Regions from separate parts of the Danio rerio genome. Here region 1 is linked to region 2. A link is a contact called in public Hi-C data. All regions are on one chromosome and are shown on one strand. The core of a region is the stretch at or near the end of the contact, and the rest is flanking DNA. Distances in the headings are between cores, read along the strand shown.

Region 1 (3,237 bases), core at 352-2,851, 210 kb before region 2:
TAACAGAGCATGTTAAACCTTTATTAATCCAGGGTCACCACATCGGAACGAACCGCCAACTTATCCAGCACATGTTTTACGCAGTGCATGCCCTTCCAGCCACAACCCTTCACTGGGAAACATCTATACACTCTCATTCACACACACTCACACACAGTATGGTCAATTTTAGCCTACCCAATTCACCTGTACCGCATGTCTTTGGACTTGTGAAGGAAACTGGAGCACCCGGATGAAACCCACGCTAACACAGGGTGAACAAGCAAAAACTCTACACAGAAATGCCAACTGATCCAGCCAAGGCTTGAACCAGCGACCTTCTTGCTGTGAGGCAAACGTGCTATACCACTGCGCCACCACGTCGCCATTTTCACAGTATTTCGGATATTTTCTGATTTTTTCTTCTGGAGAAAGTCTTATTTGTTACTTGTCTAGTTAACCGTATTAACACAGTTATGTCTTTAAATTTCAGCTAGAATAAAAGCAGTTCTTAATTTTTTAAAAAACATTTTAAGGTCAAGATTATCAGCCCCTTTTAGCTATATATTTTTTTCGATAGTCTACCATCATTATACAATAACTTGCATTATTTTCCTAACCTGACTAGTTAACCTAGTTAAACTTTTAAATGTCACTTTAAGCTGTATAGAAGTGTCTGAAAAAATATTTAGTCAAATATTATTTACTGTCATCATGGCAAAGATAAAAATAGATCAGTTATGAGATGAGTTATTATATAAAAGAAAGCAAGTAAGCAAGTAAATTATCTGTTTAAATGTTTTAATAACTTCTGCACAGAAAAATAATGTCATTATTTAACCTAACAAATACAATGAAAAAATGAAATAGAAAATAATGTGATAATGCTAAGTTTTATTCTAGATATAAGCTTTGAAGGATAGTTACATAAAAATATACAGTTAAGTGGTATTTTGGTACTATCCATCCATCCATCTGTATTATCTGTATCTATTTATTGACATGTAAACTATTATTGTATGACATTTAAGCGTCTGTTTTCTGTGGTTTTCCCCAGGTAGCAATGTTATATATACAGGACTCATTCTGATGTATGCTTTGATTGTTGTTTTGAGACTAGAACATATTTCAAACGGTACAAGCTTACAGTATTAATCACTCGTACATTTTAATATAAAGAGTATGACTTCAGTCACATGCAGTTGTTTAAAATGTAAAACGTCAGTTTTTTATCTTTACGTATGTATTTATTGCATATTGTAGATCTAACCAAACACCTTATAACTAGCTATTTGTGCTATAATTTATATGCGCATTTAATAGGTTATTAACAGTAATAGTTCTCACCTAGTCGAGCATAAACGAAAGAAGCATAACATTCGACGGTGAGCTCACGAATCCTACTATGCTGACGACGGATTTTCATTAATATTAGGAAATGTTTCATTGGAAGCAAAAGACACAACGTCAAAGCCGCATAGTTAATATTCATGAGATAGACGTGTGTCATTGGATCGTTACCAAGTAACGTCAACGTAAGATAGTTAATATTCATAACCCGAGGCTTCGCCGTAGTAGGATTCGCTATTTAGCACCCGGAAGTGGTGTATTAGTTGTTACTCGGTGTTTTTAGTTTGTGAGTTTGAAACCGGACTGTGTGTGTTTTTCGCTCAAATGGAAAGTTGACCGCTCAGGAATGGAAGATGAGTCTTCCGTGCGAGTGAATGACACCACGCGAAATATGCCCGGTTATTCCGGACGCGACGGGGAATCTGTCTATGTATCCAGCGGGACACGGAGCACTGATTTCGGCCAGGATGTCCGCAGCGGTGAGGCGAAGGTGCCGTCATCGTCATCATTATCCTCGAAGGATGTTTTGGAATTTCATAAACACAAACATGGACCAGGAGGCGGCCACAGAGAACATATCGAGAGGGAAAACATAAGAGCTGTGGATATTTTAAGAAGGAATTTTGGTTCCACTATCAGAGATACAGAAGATCCCAAAAATCTAGAGAAAGTAGGAAATGACATCAATCTAAACGACTTGGACCATGAAAATGATGATGAAAGGTTGCAATGTAGCACAATAAATCTACAACAAGATATTGAGAGCAATCCAGAATTGGGAAATCCTGATGGGAATCATCATATTGATTATAACATTGATTTGAAGAGTGGCGAAGATCCCAGCCAATCAAAAGAGCATGTTTACTGCACTGTATACTGTATAGCCAATGATAATTATAGGATACCTGTTCAGAAAACAACATCCAATCACGAGACTTCATCATCATCATCATCATCATCTTCTTCATCTTCTTCTTCCCCAGATGTACTGGTTTTACCATCCACCGACTTACCAAACTTAGAATTGGACAATCATGATCCCTACCCAGTGCCCTATACCGTCTCTGACCTGATGGTGTCTGGAATACACAGCTCATATAATGCTGACAACAGTTTGTCTGTGGTGTTGACATGTCGCATTTGTCTTGACGATAAACAAATCATGCCGCTACACTGTTGCAAAAAGGCTGTTTGTGAAGAATGTCTGAAAAGATACATCATCTCACAGGTATCCATATTTGTTTTCAGTGTTGTACCTTTGTGTCTGCAATAGTATCAAATTTGGTTGTTCCTTTTATCGCGATATTAATGCAACTTAACATTTAACAGTAACAAAAAATACTGTGGGCCTATGTAATGTTAAGAGTAAATAACTGTTTTAAAGAAATTAAATAGCAAAATGATGATAAAGTACATTGGACCTTTTTTACAAGACGTGTTTTGTCTTTTGTTATGTTGTGTTTATCGGTCATCATACTCCTAAATCCTTTAAAGTTTTTCATATTTATATATATTTTTAAAACCGTATGAACCTTTATATGCATTTATGAATGCATTATCATCTTTGTGTCAAATGACAAAAAATGAATTACCGCTTATGCGAGGAGTTTCTATTTATGCAGCTGAGAAATTCGAAAATGTGAAAAGGGTCTATAGGTAACAACTTTTTACAATAAAATCAAATAATGTTAGTCAATGAGAAATAACAATATTATAGTTATATGTTCAATAAAAAAATACAACTGAATTGTTTTTAGTTATTAACTTAATTAAAAAATGATTACAAGTTTTGTTTTAAAGTGTTATTAGGTATTAACTATGAAAATAACATCAGCTAAGATTATTTAATGCATTTATAGTTGTCATTACGTATGCTGTACACAATATTGGGGGTAGCACATTACAAGA
Region 2 (3,017 bases), core at 129-2,628:
GATTCATAATCATGGTAATTCCACCAAATGTTGACTTCTTTACTCTTAGGAGGTTGAAACATTGGTGTTGTGTTGTCTAAAAATTAAACATCTGAAAGCATGGCACCTTTTTTGATCATTTAAAAAGTCTAAACATTTTGAATAAACATTATCAGTAAACAGAATAAAACCAAAATGATGTTTTACTCAAACACAACTATATATCTTAAATCCAGGGAATGTGGCCTCTTAATTTTGTATAATGTTTGATCTTAATTTACTGTACAAACACTGCGGACCATAAAAATAACCTGTATATAATCTGTAGGAGAATTTTTGGGAAGGTGGCATTTCAATGTGGAGTTTGCATGTTCTCCCCATGTTGGCGTGGGTTTCCTCCAAGTGTTCTGGTTTCCCCCACAGTCCAAAGACATACGCTATGGGTGAATTAAATAAACTAAATTGTCCGTATGAGAATGAGTGTGTATGGATGTTTCCCAGTGCTGGGTTGCAGTTGGAAGGGCATCTGCTGTACAAAACATATGCGGGATAAGTGGGTGGTTCATTCCGCTGTGGCAACTTCAGATTAATAAAGGGAATAAGCCGGATGAATGATTTAAGGGGGAATTTCCCCCATTTTGTGACCTTAGTCCTGCATCATGACAATATTAATCTAAATGTTTCAATTGTAAGATATTTAGACTAAAAAGTCTCAAAAGGAAACAACCCATGTGAAAAATAGTAGAGTAAATACTATAGTGTTTTTGAACCATACCATAGTAAAGTGCTTGTGGTAATTGTACAGTTAGTACAATAACACAACAACTTTAGTAATATAAACAAATGATCCAACAGTGTAGTTTTCTCCAATATCATACAACAATACATCACAGTTTACTGTAGTAAAAACAAAAGTGTTTATTACAATTTATCAGTTAACTATAGTTAATACTACACAGTGTAGTCTGTGCTGCAATAGTTATCTGCAAAAATAGTTGTCAATTCTACAGACTATTATATACAGCACAATACACTTTACTATAGTAGGCTATGGTTCAAAAACACTGTAGTATTTACCAATGGTATTTACTATAAATTACTGTAGTATTTTTTCTAATGTGGCAAGTCTTTACCGGAGAAATGCTGCCCTCTGGTGTCATTCAAATAAAGCTTCATTCATGTTCTTCATTTACTCACGTGTTTATTTTAAGACTTATAATCGCCAGATTGAAAACGTCTGATGCACTCATTTCTATTAATTACAAACAATTCAGAATTAAAGGAAAAACGCATAAACATGCACGTATATCTACAATAGATCAAAACTGCTTCTGCAAATCAGCGTCAAGGACGTCATCCACATGTGACCAACCACAGCATTGCGTTCGTCAGCTCACCAAAACACGGAAGTAAACACTTGTCATACACATGTTTTGCGCTAATATGGAAGTTAAGCAGGGCAATTGTTTCATTTGTACAGTACAATTATAGGTTTAATCGTTTTAAACGTTTTCCTAGGTGACAGTACGTATATTGGTGGTTTTCCACAAACAAAAAACGTTATTTATTGTAAATGGGTTGTTCGTGGACTTTAGACTATTTCTGCACTCGTTGAGTTATTAGAGAAACGGTATGAAGTCGTTTAAGTCTCCGGGACGTCATGGATATGCGGTGGAGATTTCACCTTTTTTGCCTTCTACGATGGCATGTGCTTCCTCTCAGTATTATGGAATAGCAGGTAACGTTAGTGGCATGTACACTACCTGACAAAAGTCGTGTCGCCTATCCAAGTTTTAGGAACAATAAATAACTTGACTTCTAGTTGATCATTTGGTATCAGTAGTGGCTTAAATGAAAATGGCTCTAGATTACGCTTATTTTACTAAGATAAACTATGATCATGCCTTGATTTTTTATTATTTATAAGGACAGTACGGTCTGACTTTGCTTGTCACTGAACAGAAATATTGTGGAATAAAAAGTCATGGTGCAGTGGAAAAAGATTTAATATTGTGTATGACTCCAATGAGCTTGGACGACTGCATCCATACATCTCTGCAATGACTCAAATAACTTATTAATAAAGTCATGTGGAATGGCAAAGAAAGCATTCTTGCAGGACTTTCAGAGTTCATTAAGACTCTTTGGATTAATCTTTAATGCCTCCTCCTTCATCTCACCCCTAGACATGCTCAATAAGGTTCATGTCTGGTGACTGGGCTGGCCAATCCTGGAGCACCTTGACCTTCTTTCCTTTCAGAAGCTTTGATGTGGAGGCTGAAGTATGAGAAGGAGCGCTATCCTGCTGAAGAATTTGCCCTCACCTGTGGTTTGTAATGTAATGGGTAGCACAATATCCTTGATATCTCAGGCTGTTGATGTGTTCATCCACTCTGCAGATCTCTCGCACACACCCATAGTGAATGTAACCCCAAACCATGATTTTTCCATCAACAAACTTTACAGATTTATGTAAGAATCTTCGGTCCATGCGGGTTCCAATAGGTCTTCTGCAGTATTAGTGATGATTGGGATGCAGTTCAGCAAATGATTTATCGGGAAAATCCTTCTGCCACTTTTCCAAATGATCAACTAGAAGTCAAGTTAATATTTGTTGCTCTTACAACTGGGATCGACGACAAGGCTTTTGTCAGGTAGTGTATGATGATTAATACAAAACTGTGATTTTGACATAAACCTGTTTCTTGGCTTTTAGGATGTGGGACACTTTTTGTGCTGGAGCAACGGGAGACAGATGTTTCACTTGTGAAGAGGTAATTTAATAATAAAAGATGAAAAAGCAATTATAAGTATGACAACAATATGTAATACAATTGTATACATAAAAAAAATTATGATTTTGATTTATTTTTATTTCTAAGCAAAAAACAATTACTAGAAAACATTCAGCATGTTTTAGCACTAATTCGGTGAACATTAGTTAATCTACTACAAGAAAAGTCTTGTGTAGCAAATTTAAACAACAAGTATTTGATGACCTATATTAATTAAAAGTTTATTTTTAATGATAATAGTGT

Evidence for each region. A called contact is a pair of places that touch in the nucleus more often than the background predicts.
Region 1: a Hi-C map of hematopoietic stem cells shows a contact between it and region 2, with 1.7 times the contacts expected there. The contact joins the promoter of rnf217 here to the promoter of pex7 in region 2. A contact is called at or near these places in 2 of 18 Hi-C or Micro-C datasets (hematopoietic stem cells and an unstated tissue).

What each region holds. Positions count from the first base shown.
Region 1 is chr20:43,071,781-43,075,017 of GRCz12tu, reverse strand. It overlaps rnf217 (ring finger protein 217), which reads left to right and starts at 1,601. Exons shown (of 6, transcript NM_001082853.1): 1 at 1,601-2,557. The coding sequence starts at 1,676.
Region 2 is chr20:42,864,149-42,867,165 of GRCz12tu, reverse strand. pex7 (peroxisomal biogenesis factor 7) reads left to right here and starts at 1,378. Exons shown (of 10, transcript NM_001013532.2): 1 at 1,378-1,717; 2 at 2,696-2,753. The coding sequence starts at 1,612. It also overlaps a transcript of esco2 not described here.